Linked DNA regions of Mus musculus: region 2 is linked to region 1. The links are chromatin contacts, called in public Hi-C maps. All regions are on one chromosome and are shown on one strand. Each heading gives the region's core, a stretch centred on a gene start, on an enhancer-like site or on the middle of the called end of the contact. The rest is flanking DNA. Distances are from core to core; before and after follow the strand shown. Region 1 overlaps Ankrd12 (ankyrin repeat domain 12). Region 2 holds the start of Ankrd12 (ankyrin repeat domain 12).

Region 1 (6,939 bases), core at 9-2,508:
CCTTTGGGAGTGGAGCAGTAGCTAGTTCCAGCACTTATGGATCGCATTAGTCAGGGTTCTCTAGAGTCACAGAACTTATGCATAGTCTCTATATAGTAAAGGAATTTATTGATGACTTACAGTCTGCAGTCCAACTCCCAACAATGGTCAATAGCAGCTGTGAATGGAAGTCCAAGGATCTAGCAGTTGCTCAGTCCCACAAGGCAAGCAGGTGAAGGAGGGAGGGAGGGAGAGAGAGAGAGGGAGAGAGAGAGAGAGAGAGAGAGAGAGAGATTTCCTTTTTCCAATGTCCTTACGTAGGTCTCCAGCAGAAGGTGTAGCCCAGATAAAGGTGTGTGCCACCATGCCTTTAATCCCAGATGACCTTGAACTCCCTGTCTTAATCTTCTGGAATCCATAGCCACTATGCCTCAAGATCTCCATACCAAGATGCAGGTCAGAAACCTGTATCTCCCAACCTCCAGGTTAGGATCACTGGTGAGCCTTCCAATTCTGGATTGTAGTTCATTCCAGATATAGTCAAGTTGACAACCAGGAATAGCCACTACATGGAGCCATCTGTAACCACAACCATCTGTAATTCCAGGGGATCCAACGCCCTCTTCTGGGTTTTGGTCTCTTCAGGCACTAGGCACTAATCTGGTACACATGCGTATATGCAGACAAAACACCCATACAGAGCTAATTAATTATTAGGTTAGTGTTTCTCTGTCCTTAGAAATTAGTAGTGCTACACCACCCAGCACTCAGGAGGCAGAGGCAGGCAGATCTCTGAGTTCAAGGCTAGCCTGGTCTGCAGAGTGAGTTTTAGGACACTTAGGACTACACAGAGAGACCCTGTCTCCAAAAACAAAAAGAGAAAAGACATCACCAATATTGGTAAATATTTCAGAAAAAGAAACATTAGTTAATCATGAGTATTTACTGTGAACCACAACTGGAAAATAGGAAATAAAAAACAAACCTATTTTAAGAACTAACATAGTGGGCTTAGAGAGATGGCTCAATGGCAAAGGGTGCATACTAGTTTTGAGGAGGACTTAAATTTGATTCCTACTTCCTTCCTATGTCAGCTGACTCAGAACCACTCATAACTCCAGCCTCAGAGAGATCTGATGGCTCTGGCCTCACGTGTACATGTCCACACAGAAACACTTGCACACAGTTAAAGTCTATCAGAGGGCCACAGACAGGGGAGTTGTGTGTGTCTTTGCACTCACTATCCAGTGCACCTGTCTGCTTACAGCTCGAACACGAAGGACAGGATGATAAACCAAACACATTCTGTACACTGGTGCACCCTTGAAATCCTAGCTCTTAGTGGTAGAGAAGTAGGGAGATTTCAACAAGTTTGAACCAGCTAGACTACACAGCAAGACCCTGTCCCCCACCCCCCCAAAAAAAATTGACCTGAAATTTTAAAGCAATTCTGTCTAGATTTTACAATTCTTTCAATAGTTTGGAATCTCATAATTTCAAGGAATATTAGCAAGCCCAAATTAAAGAGATGAATATGAAATGGTAAACGCACGTTGGTGTAAACAGGCTTGAAGATTTTATGATGTGTTCCTTAGCCTTAGTCTCTATCCCTAACAAAGCTGGGGGTGAGATTATCTTGAAGCAGCAAGTGTAACAGATTAATCAAGCCTTCTCTTCCTTTAAATAGACCTGTCTCTTAATGAGGCAGCAACACGAAGCTGCAGCTTTAAATGCCGTCCAGAGGCTAGAATGGCAGCTCAAACTCCAGGAGCTGGACCCTGCCACGTATAAGTCTCTCAGTATTTATGAAATCCAGGAGTTTTATGTTCCCCTTGTTGATGTTAATGATGATTTTGAACTGACTCCTATATAGCAGTAAGTACTTGTGTTGGTATCATCTTAAACTAACCGTATCTAGACATCATACTGTGGAATACTGCCTTTTAAGAAAAACCCTGATACACGCCTTTACAGTTGTTAGTGAAGTTAACTAAAGTTGGATATGTAGTGAACACTGTCATTTTATAAAAATAAAAATATTTTGGATCTTTGATCCAAATACAGTTTCTAACAGAAAACTATTATTTATATTGATCAGAGGTAACTATTGCATTAGAACAAACTGAACAGACCTTTAAAAAGTTGAGAAAAATCTGTTAACAACGCTGGAAGTTGTTAGCACTCCAAGTAGCAAGATACAGGTGACCAGTACTCAGCTGTCTTGTGGGCTGCATTGCACACACACGAGAGAGTGCAAGAGTCAGTTCCTGCCAAATAGGCTCTGACACAGAAGGAAACCTCCGCACAAAATTCTTCAGTTTATTTTATCTGTCAATTAATTGTACAGTTTTCTTTCTGAAAGGTTTAATATTGTCTTCCTTTTTAATAACTTATTTTATACATATTGTATATCTTGTAATTAATGGTCAAATGTATACAAGGAACTGATCAAAATGTGTACAAAGATAATTGTAAACCTGTTTGTTCTGTTGGACCAAAGTTGTAGTTTTTGAAGTGTAATAGCAGTGAGTTCTGATAGTAAACCTTTAAATAAGGTATGCATGTGTTTGAGTTAGCTTGTGTCCATCCCATAACTGTAAAGATGGTGGCTTGGTTGTATTGCATGCTTTCTATAATTTGGTTCTTTCCATTACTGATGCCTGAGACAGTGTGAGACTTGTTACACTAGTGTCCTGTGAGAGCCTGGAGCTCTGTGTGTGCTGGACACCTTGCTTAGAGGCAGTCATGCGGAGAGGCTCACGCTCCCGCCTCCTCTCGCTGGAGGAAGCCTGTTTCCCCCAAACAACAACAACAACAACAAATGCCTTTGAATGGAAATTCTGAAATTGTAAATGTCTATTTTAATACTCAACTATGAAAGAATTTGTGAATATATGTAAATATGTTTAATAAATTTTTTTGGTCATGTTAAATCATTGTAAACTTTTTTACATTGCTTAAATTTAATCTTTTAAGCTTAATATCCTTTGCACTTCTAAAATAAAAATGGAATACTGAAGTCAAGTGAGATACTTGGTCGTCAGAAGAAGAAAAAGTCTAGGGATATTCCAGTCCCTGAAATAGTCATGACATTTTTATTAATATATTTTCTTTTTTCCTTGTATCAAAATGCAAAATGTATAATTTGCAAAATTTTGTAATTGAAATAAGATTTGGTATGCTTTTATAGTAAAATAATGAGCAATACATTTAGAACACTTTCTCCCATGATCTGACATAGATTAGATATTCAGGAAAACTGGGGGCATAAACCTAACTGAACTTGTGAAACATTTGGGATGGAAAATTAGGTCTAAAATCATCATAGGCAAACCTGCCACAATGTGGAATTGAATTGGGAGACAATTCAATTATACTGGATAATTCCAGTTTTGATAAGGAACGGTGAAAAGAATATATGAATATATGTTAAATACTTTAAATTCAGCTCACAAGTGGGAGGTTCCAGCTAGTAAAAGAAAATAATAGGTTTTTTTAGTGCAAAGGTACATATTAAGCTTAGGGATTTTTGAATTTTTACATCAATTTATATTTTTATTCTTACTGTACTGGCATGCGCAATAAAGCAGCAGTGTGAAGAACACTCATACAGGATTTGATAAAGGTCAGATGTCATTTTCCTTAGAACGTTAGATGAAAGATTGTGGCCTTTCATTGCATGGGGCCAGAAAGGCAGGGTAGACTTTGAAGCACTGGTTTTTTGTTGTTTGTTTTTGTTTTTGTGAAGTTATGTTTATTAAGGCTGGGAACATTAGAAGCTAATTGATAAAAGCAATACTTTTTAATACAAAACCAACTTAATGCAAAGTTTGTTTATACTTTCGCCTAGAAAGAAAATTTGATGAGCTCGTGTGGCAGATTACAAAAATTAAAAAAGATTAAATGTTCAAGCAAGCAAGAGAAAAGGAAATCTGTAGAGCATTTGGTTCTGATGGTCCCGCCAGGGACCAGTCGAGGAAGTAGTACTGACTGAACAGAGCAAACTGTTGACAAAGGAAAAAGGAAAGGACAGGACAAAGCAGCCACACGTAAGCAGGGAGCCGCAGGTGCCGCCCTCAGCCCAGCTTTCCAGTCCCACCACAGTGCTCCCACCGCAGTGCTCACCCTCTTCCGCGGTGGCTCAGCCAGCTGCAGCCTCTGCCTGGACTCTGTACTACGCATTTCCTCTGCACGCCATCGGGATAGCTAAGTTACTGCACTTCATAGGGATGTGTGAGTTACACACAGTTAAGGACTCTTGATGTTAGAGACTTTGGGAAGGTCTGAAATAGGAGAAAACTTGCAATGGAGTATTTACCTAAAAGGTTTCAATTCTCAAAAGAAAAGTGAGGATGCCTAACGCAATCAGTGAATCTTTTTAAACTATTCCAACATCATGAACAAGATATTAAATTGTACCTAAGGATTTGTATTTCTTTAAGTCTTGTTCTAAATCATATCTGTTTAATAAATGACTAGTTAATATTTGTGCATGTTATTTAATAAAGAGTTATATTTTTATAGAAAACGTAAGAGTGAAAGTGTGCTCCGTGTCTTTTACTTAATGTCCCACTCCTGTATAATTCCGTGACACACCAATGTCTACTTGGGCCTCCAGCAAGATTGCAGAGATACTCACTGTATGAAAACAGTGCCGGTCACATGGTCCGAGTTAAGAGGGGTCTCAAAGATGACATGTGAGTAGGAGACATGCTGCACAATGCCCAAAGCCCCATGAACCTCTGGCACTTGAAATTCTACTGATCTAAGAAATGGAGTGCACACTAAGATAATTTCCTTTTCTTCCTCAGAAAGTGAGCTATGTCTTTGATTCTACCTCTACTGCTCTCGCATATAAACTCCCAAAATTTTCAGAAAGGCTATCGACTCGTTAAGGAAACACGTCACCATTAAAAAAAAATTGTTTAACCAGGCAGGCATTTCATGCCTGTAATCCCAGCATTTGGGAAACTGAGGCAGGAGGATTGCCATGAGTTCAATGTCCGATTGAACCCCATCTCTAAACAACTATATCAGTAAATTTTTCCAACAGTTAAGGCAAGAAGTGAAAAAAAAAATCTTTGGAGATACGTGTAATGTTTAATGTTTAATTTTTTTGTTTGTTTTGTCTTGTTATTTGAAACAGGGTCTCACTAGGTAGACTTAACTGGCCTGATACTTGGTATGTAGACCAAACTAACCTCAAACTCAGAAATCCGCCTCCGTCTGCATCTCAAGTCCTGGGATTGAAGGTGTGCTTCCCCACACACACCCAGCTAAAATTTTCTGTAATTCATTAACTTATTGTTGGCTTCTTGGAAGTCTTCTCTGTGCTTAGGGTGGGTCTTAAAGACCCCCAGAAACAGTCGCCAGGATTTATCCAATCATGAAAAATAAGATTCATAAAAGAAACTGAGCCAGATAAAGTGACCAATTCCATTCACTGGAGCTGCTCTTAGTCTAGGAAATGAAAAGTATTATTACAAAAGTAGGAAGAAGTATATCTAGAAGATCGGCCAGGTTTCCTGTGAGTGAGTGTGCACAGCCTCGGTAGTGATACAATTCGAGATCATGAGACATACTTCTGTCAAAGGAAATAATGCGAAGGGTTTTTTTTGTTTTTTTTTTTTTTTTGCCTAAAAAAATAGACAGTCTTTGCTCACATGGGGAATTCAGTGTTACTCCACGCAAACCGAAGAAATGGCAAGCACATTTGTTTTTCAAAATACATTTTTTAAAAGTGGTTACTATAACCAAATCTTCAACTAGTGCTAGATAAAAAGCCTTTATGTAGCTAATTTTCCCCTCACTTCTTAGAATAATGTTGCATATGTAGGATAGGCTCACAGGTGAAAAAGCACTTGTAATCCCACATTCAGCTCAACATTTGTCAGTACTTTTTTTTAAAAAAAAAGTGGTTATGATTTAGATATAATTTTTTAAACAATGCAGATCTAAGCAGTTTGATAACTCCTTGTTACAAGTACCCAAATCCATACAAAAAGTCACCCCAGAAAGTCTCTCATGCTTCTGTCCGTGCTGTCTCCCCCCAAGAGGCAACCAGTGAGCGCCTTGCCTTCGCACACCGTGTGTTCACTCAACCTAGTCTCAAACGTCGTGAAAATAAACTCATGTAGTATATACCTTGTGTCTCCCTTCCTCCTCAAGCGGATTTTGGAATTGATATGTGTTTCGTATATCAGTAACAAGTAGTAATTTTTAATAAGTAGTATGCTGTACAAATGTGTTCTCTTGTTCTTAGTGTTTGGATTGTTTACAGCCTGGGGTATTGTGAATAAACCTATGGACATGGAAACTTTAACGGAATCTGCTTTTCTTTTTTAATTTCTCTTAGATATTTACTGTCACATAGAATCATGCCACAGCTTACTAGAAAATGAGAGTTCTCCAAAGTGAATGCACCATTTTTACTACTACCTCCATGTTGCTCTGAAGTCTCCCTGACATTTGGTATTACCGGGTCTGGCATCCCGGATGCCCTGGGCTTACTACCAGCACTGGAGGGCTGGGGGGTTGGAACTAATAACATAGTCAGTTATTAGCCAGTTTACTAGCTGTGTAGTAACATCTTGTGGTTAATTTGTATTCCTCCAGTGATTCATGAAGTTGAGCTTATTGGAACTATTTGTACATATCATTTCGTAGTTTTGATTTTTGCTTGTTTTGAAACAGGGTTTCTTTATGCAGCCCTGGCTATTCCGGAACTCCGTAATAGATCAGGCTGACCACAAACTCACAGAGATCCCCCTGCCTCTGCCTCCCAAGTGCTGGGATTAAAGGTGTGCGCCACCATACCTGACCTTGTTTTGTTTTGTTTTTTTTCAGTCTTCAAGCATTTCCTCATTCCTTTGAGTTGTCTTGCTGTGTCGGTGGTTTCCCCCATGCATAAAAGTCCTTTGTCAGCTCTGGATGGACTCTGCAGTTTTACCCAGTGCAGGA
Region 2 (6,657 bases), core at 305-2,804, 110 kb before region 1:
AATAGAAATAGTTTTCATTCCTGGAATAATCAGATTGCTTCAGGATTTATCAAAGTCAGTGACCCTACAGGGACCTCATTATAGAGGTAGGCACTCAGGAGGCAGAGGCAGGTGATCTCTTGAGAGTTTGAAGTCAGCCGGTTCTATGTATGGAAGTCCACACCAGACAGAACTAATTAATGAGACTGTCTTTTTTTTTTTTTAAGCTAGATTTGATTTATATTATGTGGATTAGTGTTTTGCCTGTGCTCGTGGTGTGCACCAAATCCAGAAGAGAGCAGTGGACACCCAGGAACTGAAGTTACATAAGGTTTTGAGTGGTCTTGTGGGTGTTGGGAACAACTGAATCTAGGTCTTCAAACAGTGCTTTTAACCCCAGAGCCATCTCTCCAGCTCTGCCTATATAAAAAGACTAACTGGTTGTGAGTGCTTATGATTTAGGGTCTAAGGTAGGTCTTTAAAGTTAAGTTTTCACCAGAAATATAGCTCTCACTATACACCACTGTTGGGTACTTGGTTGGCATGAGCAAGGGCAGAGCTTCAGTCCCCAGTTCACACATACACAGATTTCTCTAGAAGACTGTTCATACTGAAAGTTTTTTATAGCTGAGAACAATGGAAGACAATCTATCCTGATTTTTTTTTTTAATGAAGGTTTATGTCCCTGTCAAGCCCAAAACTCACATCAGAATTTACAGCTTATTATTGATAGGACTGTCTTAAAATCATTAAGATACTAACGGATACTGAAGGAGGCCACAGTTAACGAAGAGGGAGAAGATGGTTTCCTGTGGAGTATGTAACTTCTTAGGGTGGTTAAAGCACAACGGTTGCAGGCTAACCGCTGTAGATTAAAGTATTCAGAAGGAAGTCTGAGGACAAGCTGCTGCGATGGTAAAATTTCCTCACACGCCCTATGAGACTTAGTACCACAGGAACAAATTTGGTGAAATTTCTGCTCAGAAAGGTCACAGGATCGCATGGCTAGAACTGAGCTTACCGATGCGTTCTTTGCAAGCAGTGCTTAGAGCCGTGCTTTGGGAACAGAGTGCGTCTGGCTGGGACATCCCTCGGCCCGCGCCGCACGAAGCGGCTCAGTCACGCAACCCGGACCTGCCCCACAGTGCTGCGGTGCCCTCCCGCCCGCACGACCACCGCTAACAAAACCCTCCCGGTTTCCGGCTGGTTTTGCCGTCCCAACTCAAACCCTGCAAAAATATGTGCGTTTCCTCCGCCGGGCGCCAGCACCCATGCCGCCTTTTGCACATCTCCGGTGGTGGTGACTGCGCGTGAGGAGCTCCCCGGCCGACGGCTCGAGGGCTGCTCCGACTCCCACGCGGCTCCAGGACTTCCGGCCCCCTCCACCCGCTCCGCTTCGCTCCCCAAGAACGCCACCCGCCGCCGCGCGCTCCGCTCCTCCGGGGAGCCCAGGGACGGGCGCGTCGGGGGCGGGGCACGGCGGTCACGCCGCCCGTCCCGTGCCTGCAGGAGTCACGTGTCCGCCCGGGTCACGTGCTCGCGCCGCAGCCAATCGCGGAGAACGCTGTCCAGGAGCAAGGAGGCTGTGGTGAGAGACCGACCAAGACCGGAGATGTTTTTAAGCCTGGCCCCGGCGGCATCAGGGGCTGTTGCAGCGGCGACGGAGACACCGGCAGCGGCGGCCACCCGGAGGTCCTCGTTCAGGGGGTGAACCCTTCTGCGCCCGCTGAGCCTCGGGTCTGTGCGGGCCAGGGGGGCGTGGCGACCAGAGGGGAGGAAGGAGGGCGCGGTTTCGAGTCTGTCCCGGGTACCAGGGAGGAGACCCTCAGCCCGGTGCCCCGTCTCCTCCCCGGAGCCAGGTAGGGGGGTTGCGCCTCTGCCAGCCGCGCCCAGCCGTGTGCTACGCGCCACTCGGCCCAGCCCAGCCCGCGGCGCGGCCGGCCGGACCGTGACAGGCCGTTGGTGGCCGCCCCGCCCGGCATCCTGACGGGTCGCGGCGCAGGTGGGGCCGCCGCTGGGCGACGCTCGGGCGGCGGCTAGCGCGAGCGCCTTGGCCGCCGCTTACCGGAACATGGCGCGGCCGGGAGGGCGCCGCCAGCGCACCGGGACGGACGGCATCGCGGGGGCGCGCCGTGCCGCCGCGCGCTCCCGGTGCCAGCGGCGCTGCGTGCGCGGTTGTCGGAGACTCGGTGCGGGCCGGGGCGTAGGAGGCGCGATGGTCCCGGGAGAGGTGCGTGAAAGCGAAAGAGCTGCGGCTCGCCGGAGCCAGTTCTGTCCTAAATGCCAGTGCGACCTGCCCTTGCCGCGTTGAGCGATCAGGTCTAGTTTGTGCCAGTTCCGATTGGAATGATGTTCAGAGACCCTTAGAGCGTATTGGAATCTTAGATCTGGTTTTTGGAGAGTAAGATGGAGATGACGCATCCTTCAGGATCCACGGCGTTGAATAAAAACGCTGTACAAAGAGGTCACCGAAGCCCAGCTGACAGCTGTTTTAATAATTACAGCGAGAATAGTTGAGGATGGAAATGAACAGTATTGCACTAGTTGAGTACGTCGGAAACATTTGAAGCAGTGTGGTTGTAGGGACTGTAATTTCCGCTGGACACCCCTTGAACTGGGGCGAAGTATGTTGCAAATCCGGCGATCAGTGACGCTCAGGGATTATCGTTAATTCTGTGGTTGAGACGAACCTGCATTCTCAGCCATGTGTTTCTTCTTATTTTAAAATGGCCTGAGTCAATTATAAAGAAAGATGAACTATCCCAGTAAGTCATCTGTTCATTAAAAACATATGCCCAAGTAGGCCTTTAAAAATCTTGCTTACTGATCTTTTTTTCATTTTCTTAAAGCGTTACACAAAGGCTTTCCTGGAGATTAACTCAGAACTGCCAAAATGTGCTCTCTTGATGCCAAATGGTTTAAAAGCAAAAATTAGAATCACCAATGTGACAATGAAGACATTGTTGTAGTTCCCTTTAAAACGTTTCAGTTTGACATTTAATATTTTAATATATTTTGTTTACATGGTGAATGTGGAGGGCAGATGACAACTTCCTAGGAGTTGGGGTTCTCACCTTTCCCTGTGTGGGCTCCAGGCAGGCTCTTAGGCTTGGTGGTTCGAACCTTTATGCGCTGAGCCATCTTGACCTCCTTCAGTTAACCTCCTGAGAGCGCTTTCATTTGGATTAAAAGCAAAAAACGTATAAAAGTATGTAATGCTTCTCCCTGGGTTTATAGATGCAGAGAGAAAGGCTTTATTTACTACTTAAGAATCTGTTATAGTCGATAGAAGTACTAATCGAATTTCTAACACTCTCCAAGACAGCTTGGCCCAGGACAAACCTAGTTGTTCAACGTATGTGTTCTGTTTTAGAGACTGGCAAAGTTCTCTGGAAATGAAACCAGGGGTTTAAGTGTATTTGTGGAAGGAATATTAGAATTGAAAGTTGGAAGCTGTTCTCAATTTGTTACAGTTTGTGTGTTTTACAATTGTTAACATCATCTATGGACTAAGGGCCTCTGAGACAGTTGGTGATGTCTGGGTGTGCACCCTATGAAGTGAATTGGAAGAAGAGTTAACAGAGCAACACTGAAAGAACTCGGGTGCTGAAGATGTTCTGCAGTTTCGGTATTGGCTCTTTAATATCCAGGAAAAAAAAAAACAAAACACTGGTTGGACTTTATCTGGTGACAGTGGAATATGTGGGAAAGAAGCTGCTTTTTATCCAGATTACAGAGTTGTGGAAGTGTAACTTGGAAGGGAAACCCTGAATTTCATCCCCGCCATTGCATGAACCAGGCTTGTTGTTGTTTTATGTTATTATGACAAGCCACTGAATTACATCCCCAGCCCCCAAACCCCCATTTTAAAGGCTTTAAAAAAATACATAATTTATTTTTTATTCTGTGTTCCTTGGTGTCTTGCCTGCACATATGCCTGTGTGAGGGTTTCAGAAGCCCTGAAACTGCAATTACAGACAGTTGTGAGTTGCCATGTGGGTGCTGGGAATAGAGCCTGAGTCTTCTGCAATACCAACCAGTGCTCTTAACTGCTGAGCCATCTCTTGAGCCCCTTAAAGGCTTATTTTTAATTATGTGTCTGTGTGGGTGTGTACAGGAGTGCAGGGTGTCTGCAGAGGATGGAGGTGTTGATCCCCAGAGCTGGAGTTACAGGTGCTTGTGAGCCACCTGATGTGGTTGCTGGGAACAAAACCAACACCCATGCCCTTTTAGTGTTTCCAGAATGGGTCTTGCTAAATTGAGTAGACACACACACTTTCCATCCTTCCTGTCTCAGCCTCCCGAGTAGCTCAGATTACCGGCCTGCTGGACTACTTCTGGGTTTTGTTAATAACATTAATTTCAGTCTGAAAAGAGAATGGTTAGTGAGATGAGTCATTTCTGTTGTTGTAAGATCAAAGCACTTTCAGCACATGTAAGGTTATTGGAGTAGCATCATTTGGGTAGCGCTTCCTTTACATTTGCAGGAGGTTGCTCCAGCATTGTTGCTAACAAGACATATTTGTTAGCAGCTTGTGTCATGTACAGGGCACATTGGAGAGTTAGCCGTAGACCTAGCCGCAGCCTCACACTTTGTGGTCCACGTCACTCACTTTTCAGATGAAAAGGTAAAACTTGGCCGTGACTGAGAGAGAGTTGTCTGCCTTGCTGATTTGTCTAGAAGCTTCTTACTGTGAGATGCTCCGTTCTTTATTTGGGAGTAGTTGTGTGAAGCAGAAGGAAGAAGACCTGGAACTAGAACTGAGAAGGTCTGGATTTAAGTTCTTCATTACTTTCTGGTCTTGTTCTTGTTTTGACAAACCATGTAACATTCAGAACCTTGCATTCTTTATGTACAAAGAATCATCCCCTGGGGCTGTAGACGGCCCACTTCCATGTGTGAGGCCTGGCCAGGGCCGTCACCACCATCACCAATAATGATAATGATTTTCTTGTATAACGTAAAATGAGAGCGCTATAGAAAGAACGTTGTACACTGGGAGCCTTCATACAGATAGGCGTGATGCTGCCGCTTTTAAAGAAAGTGTAGTCCTTGAGGTGTAACAAGATGTTTCAGTCCCTAGGTTTTTCCTTAGCCCTGGCGTTATTATTTTGTACACCTGCTATTTTGGAGATTATAATTCCGTGTAGATACAGTTTTTCCCGGTCCCCACTTAGTTCTAATCTTAGTAAAGCTGCTTATGAACACTCTAAATATTGCTCTAGCCCTCCGATTTCTCCTGGAGAGTATAAAGTTGCTCCACACAGCATTTGAAAACATTCTTGTTATATGCTCATGCATGCATAATTTGTTTCCTTTGCAGACAATGGCTTTTAAAAGCAATAGTGAAAGTATCATAGTAGTGATGTTAATTTGTCTCTCACTGATTTTTAGACATGCAGTAGAAGGAAATAAATTTTCTTTATAAACTCAGTTTTGAATAGTTCATATTTTTGGTCATCTAGTGGTTCTAAAATACATAGAAGTGCTGTGGTGGCTTATGCCTATAATACCAGCATCTAGGAGGCTGAGATAGAAGGATTCTAAGCCAGCCTATCCACAGCTTGAATTAAATGTCAGACCTGGGTTAGAGTGAGACTCTGCATAAATAAACAGATAAGTCTTAAATTTATATTTGTCTATCTGTCATGTCTTTTCTCCTCCTCTTCTTTTCTCTTCTTTTCTTCTCTGTTTTCTCTTCTTTTCTTTTGAGAGAGAGTTATCTTATACAGCCCTGGCTGACCTGGAACTCACTGTGCAGATCAGGCAGGCCTTGAACTCACAGAGATCCATCTGTCTCTACCTCTCTAGTATTGTTGTTTTTTTTTTTTTTTTTTTAGGTAAAGTTTAATTTAGTGTTTTCATTTGATATTGAAAATTAATAAATTGATATTATAATGTTGCCTAGATTATCAGAGCACGTGTCACCTTGAACATAAAAAATATTGATAATCAACCAAGTGGTGGTGGCGCCTCATGTCTTTAATCACAACACTCAAGAGGCAGAAGCAGGTGGATCTCTAAATTATAGGCTAGCCTGGTCTTTAGAGTGAGTTTCTAGGACAGTCTGGGCTACACACACACACACACACACACACCCCTTTCTTAAACCCGGCTTTCCCTCCTCCCAAAATGCATTGGTAAAACATTTACTGAGTGCTTTATGGGAGTCTTTGTTCAAGGTTTAAGTGCAACATTTCAGGTAATTTTCATTAGTCTAAAGACAAATCCTATTCTAAGATGACAAATTAAACTGAGGCTATGAATAACTATGAGATTTAGGGATTTACAAGCTAAGTAGTAGCAATTTTCCATGTATATCTTAGCCATTTCTCGGTTGTCTCTCTTTAGTTAAGAATGGTTAGCTGGTTTTGAAGAGCTTTAAGGTAGTATTTATTAAATTTTGGATTTTATGAAGAATGCTTGAGGGCCAGCTGTTCCACCAGCTGGGTGGCCAGAAAGGAAAATGAAAATAAATATTATATAAGAATACTGGAATAAGCCAGGAGGGTTTTTGTTTTGTTTTGTTTTTGTTTTTGTGAGATACATGTGTGGGTTGTTCTCCATGTCCCCCATGACTGTTAATTCTGGAGACAGATCTCAGGGCCCTGGTCAGAGACACACTAGGCCATGTCTGCATAATATTTTGTCATGCACTGTTTGTTATCTATGAGCTG

The links. A called contact is a pair of places that touch in the nucleus more often than the background predicts.
Region 2: a Hi-C map of rod photoreceptor shows a contact between it and region 1, with 2.4 times the contacts expected there. The contact joins the promoter of Ankrd12 here to the enhancer-like site in region 1. A contact is called at or near these places in 14 of 39 promoter capture datasets (the 3T3-L1 cell line, 3T3-L1-derived adipocytes, the C10 cell line and 11 more), 2 of 484 Hi-C or Micro-C datasets (bone marrow-derived macrophages and rod photoreceptor), 6 of 115 datasets of contacts at active chromatin or transcription factors (the 230-238 cell line, acute myeloid leukemia, bone marrow-derived macrophages and 3 more) and 4 of 9 other capture datasets (adipose tissue, embryonic stem cells, liver and 1 more).

Annotation. Positions count from the first base shown.
Region 1 is chr17:65,965,065-65,972,003 of GRCm38.p6, reverse strand. Ankrd12 (ankyrin repeat domain 12) reads left to right here. Exons shown (of 13, transcript NM_001025572.1): 13 at 1,667-4,503. The coding sequence ends at 1,852. Among named protein-coding and RNA genes, the nearest start is that of Twsg1, 17 kb to the right of the region's middle. Within about 2 kb of position 1,258, at least 2 of the 459 cell types and tissues checked have an H3K27ac peak or open chromatin away from gene starts, as enhancers often do. A contact at or near this core is called in rod photoreceptor, where this site is marked.
Region 2 is chr17:66,071,943-66,078,599 of GRCm38.p6, reverse strand. Ankrd12 (ankyrin repeat domain 12) reads left to right here and starts at 1,554. Exons shown (of 13, transcript NM_001025572.1): 1 at 1,554-1,716.